Linked DNA regions of Mus musculus: region 2 is linked to region 1. Evidence: chromatin contacts called from public HiChIP or PLAC-seq data. All regions are on one chromosome and are shown on one strand. The core of a region is the stretch at or near the end of the contact, and the rest is flanking DNA. Distances in the headings are between cores, read along the strand shown. Region 1 has its middle 78 kb from the start of Gm26688. Region 2 overlaps Tfap2a (transcription factor AP-2, alpha).

Region 1 (4,058 bases), core at 887-3,386:
TATAGAATAGGATGCTCTAGTCCTCTTGTAACAAAAAGAGAATAATAGGCCAATGGGGGAGGGGAACAAACAAAGACAGCAAACATTTCTACGGGGACTGTCTACATAATAATCTCAGACGCCAAACCGAAAACGTCAATGAATTTTCAGTTAAGCTATGTACCATACATGACCCAGTCTCTCAAACTCGGTCCAGTTTCATTCAGACATGAAAGAGTAATGTGTTCCCTTCATATATTCTGAGATCCACCGTACACCTTTCTAAGTTTACAGAGAAAAGTAATTTTGAGTAGCAGGGCTTTATTCAAAACATTTAAAATCCCAAATGTCTTTATAATAAACAGCATCTACAAGACAAACCTGACTGTAAGCCTCTAGCTGACCAAGGATAGGTACCTGTGTTTTCTACATCTTATCTAGTAGTGTTGTACAATTCTTCATAACAATTGCAATGACACGGTCCTCACTGTCATCCCTATGCTGTGGGTTTGGTCACCACCTCTTTCCCAAAATGGCATAAATACATTTTATACCTTTTTTTTTAAGTTCAATTTTTATTTCAACAATGTATCAAGAGTAAATTAAATAATCACAAGCTCATTGAAAAAAAAGAAAAAAACATTTTGTGTGTGTGTGTGTGTGTGTGTGTGTGTGTGAGTTCAAATGCACACATGCATATAGGTGCATGCTCTGATCAACCTTGTTTGAAACAGAAGATTAAAACCATCAAGGAATTAACAAACATCTGAGATCATACAGATCTTCGTACTTTGGTTAAGCTCCGGATGAAAATAATCACACTTCTTGAGGCTTCTACAATACCTTTTCCTTCCTCCAAGACTGCCTTTACACCTGCCGGCTTGCCCACGCACGGCCTCCTGGGAGCATCAAGCCCCTCTAAGCATTCCTTAGCCATGGTTCTGGAGACACATCTTAAAGCTTACATTCTCTGAATCCCTATGACCAGGGTGGCTTCAGTAGAATCTGAGATCTGTGTACACTGTCATTAATTTCACTATGAGGTAAATAATATCTGGGTTTCTGAAAAGTCTCCTCTTTGTTGTTGTTGTTGTTGCTGCTGCTGCTGTTAAAGTTAAAGTACATGAAAACAGAAGCAAATATCAACATTTTTGGAAAACATCTGTTTCCCCAAGCTCCCAGCTTGGTGCTTCGTGCTCCACTAAGGTATCTGACACATATTCTGCTTCCTTAGACATGAACGTAAGCTTGACTTTTCTTGAAGGCACTGGAAAGGTACATTGGTAAAGTCTGCCTTGCTGAAATTCAACTTTTCCCCCTTCTGCCTCAGATAGAAGCGACGTGCCTGGGACCATCGAGGTTAAAGATTTCCAGGTGGGCTCGCTACAAGAGCTCTCCTACCAAAATCCAGACAGATCCAGCTTCCCTGCCTTTGGATGCTTCTTAGAATGGCCTGGCCACACCCACCTGATAGCATCTCAGCTACTCCCTTTAAGGACAACAGGGTAATCATTTCTGTTAAATGCTTCTTTTCCAATACAGTAAATGTTACTCACTGTGCCAGAATGTAAGCACAGGAGAGGTAGGCTGTTTATCCATACCCAAAGATAAATATGTCCTAGCAAATGTCCCTGCCACAGTCACCTGGTCTGAAGGCAAAGCTGCCAGCCAGGAGAGGGACCTTGTTTTATGAAGGGTGTGTCTGTGGTGCTTTCTGGCCTCGGGCTTTTTGCAAGGGTACACTCTATTGTCAGGCAGAATCAACAACTAACTGCCCCGCCAGGAATCTCTTCCACCATTCTTGACACCTAAGCAGAAATTCTTCTCTATAGAAACAAAAGCAGAAATAGTCTGGGGGTGGGGAGGGGAGTAGGAAATGATGGTGGTGAGATTAAAAAACCTTTCTATCAGGGAAGGTCTCTTTCCCCCTTCATTTTGTATAAGGACACTGACTCCCCAGCCTGCTGGCTCAGCCACCCTGAATGTATAGCTGCCTCTTGTGCCCCAGGGCCAAAGCTGATTTCTTTACTAGAGATGCAATCAGCTCTAACCAATCAGTAGGAAGGGTTAATCAGCTGATCGATTGCTCCCTGAGCAGCTCGGACCTGGCTCCTCTCTGACTGGCTCTAACCTGGCCTTGGGGCAAGAGGTTGGGAACTTTTAATTATCCACTGCAGCTACCGCTCTGATTGAATGGTCAGTGGGTTTACTACTGAGGCGGCCCTGCTTGAATAATAATAGAAAACAATGTGAACTCTGGCGAGTGCAAACAGAGGCCCCCAAAAAGGCACTTGCAGACGGGGAGAATGCACTGTTAAGACAAGTTAATTGCCTGACAGAAACCAAATTTCAAAGGTCTGGAAGACGTTTTTGTCCGAGAGGGGTAGAGGCTTGGGGGACAGAGCGAGCAGCAAAATGGCATTTTCTTTTCTCCTCTCTGGGCTGTGACCAGCTCTGGCTACACGCTGATGCCCCAGGACAAAGGGTAACTTGCTCACCCTGGTGGCTAAAAACTGATCCTTGGAAGAAATTTGTGTTTTGACATTTTCAGGCACTGTCAGGGTTTAATTGTTTTTTCATCAGGAACTTCCTTGAAACGAAAGAATCATAATAATCCGCTAGCTTTAGAATGGGGGATGTTCAAAGAGAAGAGAGAGTGAAGCAAGGCAAGTAAGTGTGTGTGTGTGTGTGTGTGTGTGTGTGCTTATTAAAAGCCCCACTCTACACTTTATAGTGTACAGGCCTATCCACTTGACATTCCCCAAATAGAATAAACCATTTGCTAGAGGAAACTCACTAGAATATTCTGATCTTTGAGTTCCCTGACCTCAAAGCTTGCTGCTGCTACTGGCCTCTTCCCTCGAATAATAAGACAGCTAGTGTCTCAAAATCGAAACATATCTTTGTTCAAGTCCTGTTTCTAAGAAGCAGACATGACCAAAGGGGCAAAATAACCACATGTCCACTCCATGTGCAGGAAGGGAGGTTTGCAAAAGATGGGAGGGATTCCAGAGAGATGCCGAAAGGGATGTTTGGGTTCAATCTTTAAAAAAATTAAAATAAAAAAGCAAAAAGCAAAAATGAAGTAAAGAGCAAAAGACTGCTTTGGCACAGTTTGGACGGGTGTGAGAAGAAAAGGTCATCTTGAACCCCTTTGGAAGGCATCAGTTAAAATCTCAGTCAAGACCCTCAAATTGTCCAAGATCAGAAGTCATCCCATTTCAGCAGATTCCATGTTAAAATTTTGCCTTTCTCCAGTGATCTCATATAAACACGAGTGTTCATCAGGCGCGCCGGAGTCATTACTATTTATATTACCATACCCCGGCTGTGTGCAGTCAATTCATAAGCGTCCAGTTTTTCTAATTAATCACAAAAGATTTTTGTTTTGCCTGCAGCTAGTTCTGGGGTGACTCACGATGGCAAGCCAAAGCTCATACATCAAACACTGGCCCTTTCTCACTCTGGCCTTCTGCTCGGGAATGCAGTTCGGTGCTTCACCACCAAAAAAGGTGCAGACTGGGCATGCGCGGCCCCGGGCAGAGAAGACGCTTGCAGATCTGTCCTCTGCTGCGCCCGCCACTTGTTATTTTTATCTGATGCGTTCTCAGGCCAAATCAGATCCAGAGAGTGCAGCAAGGTTTCTAAATTCAGAGCTCTGCTGTTCTGTCTCCCTTTTTCCTCCTCTTCTGACATCCTGTTTTATCAAATCGGCCCAAGACCACAGCATTTCCAACAGAAGGACAGAGAACTATTTATTTTCATAGTCTTCAATCCTTTCAATGGTGGCCTTTTGTGAAGAGAATTTAAAAAAATAAAAAACAATGTCACCAAGAAATGGAGAAAATGCAAGATTCTGAATTTTCTCTTGCCAAATCCAGGTCATGATGGGCAGTAAGAATATCTATGCTGTGTGCAGTGGTTCTCACTCAAAGAATCCACGGTGAATTGTGGGTAGGTGACAGATGGAAAGGAGTCTCTGAAGATACCTTCTTCCTCCAGGATTGGGCCGGCGGAGGGGGGTGGTCAGAGCTACAGCTGGTTTGAGTCGGGACAGCCATGTACATCTTACACAAATG
Region 2 (4,058 bases), core at 503-3,002, 68 kb after region 1:
AAGCCCAGGTGGTCCCAAATGTTTAAAGATGAACAAAGAGAGGCAGAGAGAGAGAGACAGAGAAAGAGAGAGAGAAAGGCAGAGAGAGAGAGAGAGAGAGAGAGAGAAGAGAAGAGAAGAGAAGAGAAGAGAAGAGAAGAGAAGAGAAGAGAAGAGAAGAGAAATCCCTAACCCTTGGTTTAAAGACAATATTCATTTATTGCTCGAAGGATGCTTTTAAGGGAGGACAGTGAACTCAAATAAACTTTATTTTTCTCCCCATGATACCATAGAAGGATTATCAAATCACTCCAGTTTAAGAAATTTTTTTCCAATCTCCCAATATCACTGATTTTTTTCCTGTCAGTTCAATGAAAAGCTAAATGTAATACTAATTATATATAAATTTTTATTTTACCTTAAAAATGTTTTTGTTCAGCTGTTTCATTATAATCGTTTAACATGCTACCACGGGGCTAAATCCATGAATTGGAGAAAAGGGGTGGGGAGGGGGAGTCTTACCCAAACCTTGGATTTCTAAGTAAAACCACATGAAGAACTAACAGGGAGGATCCAAAGCCCACTAAACAGGAGGTAAACGAGATCACCAGATAAATAAAAAAAGGTTTAAAACAGACTCACCATATTTACAAATCCCATTAAATTACACATAAATAAATATATACAGAGACGTGAACACTGATTCCCTTATAGAATTGTGGATTGTGTCATCAGAGGAAGTTCAAGTGGGTGGTTGTACCTTGCAGAAGACAACTTCTACAACTGAAGACAGGACATAGAACTTCTGTATTTGTGTTCAAGTTTATTCACAATACTGATAAAAAATGTCATTATCCTCTTTGCCTTTTTTTTTAAAAGTATGGCTACAATCTGAAGTACGCAAGGGAAGGCGATGAGTTAGTCCCATGAAGCTCATATACTTTTTAAATTTTTTAACGTCCTTTTTAAAAAAAAAAAGTTTTAATGTTTGTTGTCGATTTGATTAAAAAAAAAAAAGGTTCACAAACGCGACAGAACTTTTCTTTGCTGGCTTCACGACCTGTTCTGTTCTCTTAGGCTCCACACGAGGGTAAAGGGGGTGTTGGTACTGATGGGGAAGTTGAGGCAAGGCGCTGAGTAGGCAGCGGCTGCCCCACTGGCAGTCGAGAGAGCAATCCGGAGGACTCCGGGGACGAAGGGCGGCGCGGCAACGCAGAGTAGCAGCAGCAGTAGGAGTGGCTGGTCCCGGAGCTGTCACCTGCCGGGTGGGGGAGGGGCGAGTGGGGGGACGCGGGCCGGTGAGGCGGGCGGGGGCGGGGCGGGAGGAGAGCCTCACTTTCTGTGTTTCTCTTCTTTGTCACTGCTTTTGGCGCTGTTGTCCGTGTGGCTGTTGGGGTTGTTGCTGAGGTACATTTTGTCCATGGCCTTGAGGGCCTCGGTGAGATAGTTCTGCAGGGCCGTAACCGCTGCACACACCGCCGGGCTGCCGAAGCCATGGGAGATGAGGTTGAAGTGGGTCAAGCAACTCTGGATGCCAGGCTCCAGGATAGGATTGGGCCGCGAGTTCCCCAGGGGAGATCGGTCCTGAGCCAGCAGGTCAGTGAACTCTTTGCAGATCTGTCTGCAGTGGAACAGAGACAGAAGTGAAAGCTCCCATCAGGCCTTAGTGGTAGTGAGAAACCATCGCTCCCTGAAGTTACCTCAGCCATCCAGCCCACCTTCCCCCACTCAGGACTCAAGGCCAGTCACTCAGAATAACAAAGCCTGTCACTTCTAAACCAACACTCCTCCCTTAAATGAATACCCTTCCTACTTCAAAAAGACCTCCCCTTCTCTCCCCACCTCCAACCCTCAGCCCTGACAAACTTCTGCCTACACCTTTCTCACAGCAAACACCCTGAACACAGGAAAGCATTTCACAGGCAAAGAAAAGTTACACCGGAAGTGAAAAACACAAGTATCCCTCTTCAGTATTCTAGAAATGCCAGGCTTGTTCTTCAAAATATCACCAGAGCCTGCTCCCCACATCCCTAAAGGAACCACAATAAAAGCTGGTGGAATGGGGTCTCCTCTCATTCACCTTCAAACCAGATGAGACTTGAATTTAGGCAGAAAGGCAAACTTTGCTTTTTCAAAACAACAGCAGGCCCCGGGGAGAGAACTCACACTTGACCACACCACACACACACACACACACACACACACACACACACACACACAAGGATCTGCCTTTGGATGCTCAGAATTTATGTAAGAATCTAGCTTGGAGGCTTATGTCTTTAACCCCAGCGCTGGATCAGAGAGATAGTGGGATCTCTCTGATTTGCTGGGCAGCCATTTTAGTCCAAATAGTGAGCTCTGGGGTCAGTGACAGACTGTCTCTAAGACTAAAGTGGGGAGCCATAGAGAGAGCTACCTCAGCACACAGGAAGTTTGTCTGGTCCTGGAAGCCAGCAGTAGCAGAGGCCTTCCTGAGGTTGCTACAGCCCATGGAGGGAGGGTGTGTGTGTGTGTGTGTGTGTGTGTGTGTGTGTGTGTGTGTGTGTGTGTATAAGCCTATCACTAGGCCAGAAACTGTCCCACACAAGGCCTCTCTCTGCCTCTTAACTCTCTGCTGCGGTGCCCTTCGGTGACACCAGCTTTTGATAATTGAGGACTTCTAAACAAGCCTTTTAATTTCCAGCAAACATATCAAGACAGTCATTTTTCTTTTCAACCTAGAGAAGTCAATTCAGCCCAGGCACTTTGGGAATATAACTTGGGCCATCTTGAAACCCTGAGATGATAGCTTGCCAGTTAACTAAAACTTACAGAGTTACATAGTATACATAGTATAGTATAACTATGTAACTCTGTCTCTGAGTCTCTCTCTCTCTCTCTCTCTCTCTCTCTCTCTCTGTGTGTGTGTGTGTGTGTGTGTGTGTGTGTGTAAGAGAGAGAGAGGATAGAAACTGGGATTAGAGGTAAGAGTAGAGCTGTTGCTGGACGGCACATTTTGTAGGCCGAGTTAGCCTCTGCCTTTCAGAACACAGTGATAGAGAGAAAACCCAGGCAAGCCTAGTTGGTAGCCCTGTGAGGATTTGATTCTGACTTTTTCTGAAGCAACACAAATCCATACTCTTTCAGTGAAACCCCCGGCTGCAAACCACACACATCCACATTCATTTAAAAGTCAACACAGAAAGAGACAGACTTTAGGAAGAACACAGAAAACACAGGGACAATCCCACTCTGGTTCCTTTGTGACACAGACTGCGCTCACTTCGACACTGGTGCCCTGATTTCAGTATTCACAGCAAAGCCGATCAACAAGAAAGGAAGATGGGGGTGGGGGGTGGGGGGAGCAGGAGCTAATTTCTGTTTCTTTTGACAGTGAACAGCCCAGACCCTGCAGAGGTAAATGCCTTACTTTGTGGCCAGGAGCATGTTTTTTCTTGCCACTTGCTCATTGGGATCGGAATGTTGTCGGTTGAGAAATTCTGCTACTGCTTTGGCAGGAAATTCAGTTTCGCACACGTACCCAAAGTCCCTGGCTAGGTGGACGGCTTCTCCTGGCAAGAGGTGGAGGAGGGAAGTGAGGGCCAGAGAACCACGGACTTGGGATCAAAGTTTCCCCTCCACACCCAACTCCCTAAACTTTCTTCACCAAAAGTTGGAAGGAACAGAAACCACTTGTTTCCTTTCTTTAGACTTTTCTTCTTCTCTGTGCGATCCAGAGAGCAAACTCAGCAGTGCCTAGCTGGCTTACAAGGCCAAGAGGGTTTGAAAATGTTAATCTCGCCCATCCCCACCCCCACCCCCATCCCCGACTGCAGTTTCCTCGACTTCTGTTTGAAAATGGCTGCCCTGTTCCACCCTCACACCTATCAACACACCCATCAGTGGCGCTTCCTAATCACTCCTTGAGCATTTCAGCAGGCGAACAACCGAGAAAGTTTACATTTTAACTTGATCACATACAATTATCTGTTCATCCAAGCCGATTAACCAAGAGGATTTGAGGGTCACTCCACTGAGTCTGTCTGTGTTGTTGATTTTCGAATCTTTGGTTTTAATTTCCTGAACCAGTTGGTTTTTAC

What was found. HiChIP or PLAC-seq counts read pairs in DNA pulled down with a chosen protein or histone mark.
Region 2: a contact with region 1 is called in an H3K27ac HiChIP or PLAC-seq map of embryonic stem cells, with 16 read pairs. The contact joins two enhancer-like sites. A contact is called at or near these places in 7 of 484 Hi-C or Micro-C datasets (the AML12 cell line, cerebral cortex, embryonic stem cells and 3 more), 7 of 115 datasets of contacts at active chromatin or transcription factors (all in embryonic stem cells) and 1 of 9 other capture datasets (adipose tissue).

What each region holds. Positions count from the first base shown.
Region 1 is chr13:40,647,830-40,651,887 of GRCm38.p6, forward strand. No RefSeq gene overlaps it. Among named protein-coding and RNA genes, the nearest start is that of Gm26688, 78 kb to the right of the region's middle. Within about 2 kb of position 2,137, at least 26 of the 459 cell types and tissues checked have an H3K27ac peak or open chromatin away from gene starts, as enhancers often do. A contact at or near this core is called in embryonic stem cells, where this site is marked.
Region 2 is chr13:40,715,804-40,719,861 of GRCm38.p6, forward strand. It overlaps Tfap2a (transcription factor AP-2, alpha), which reads right to left. Exons shown (of 7, transcript NM_011547.5): 6 at 3,389-3,530; 7 at 1-1,600. The coding sequence ends at 1,312. Among named protein-coding and RNA genes, the nearest start is that of Gm26688, 10 kb to the right of the region's middle. Within about 2 kb of position 1,753, at least 15 of the 459 cell types and tissues checked have an H3K27ac peak or open chromatin away from gene starts, as enhancers often do. A contact at or near this core is called in embryonic stem cells, where this site is marked.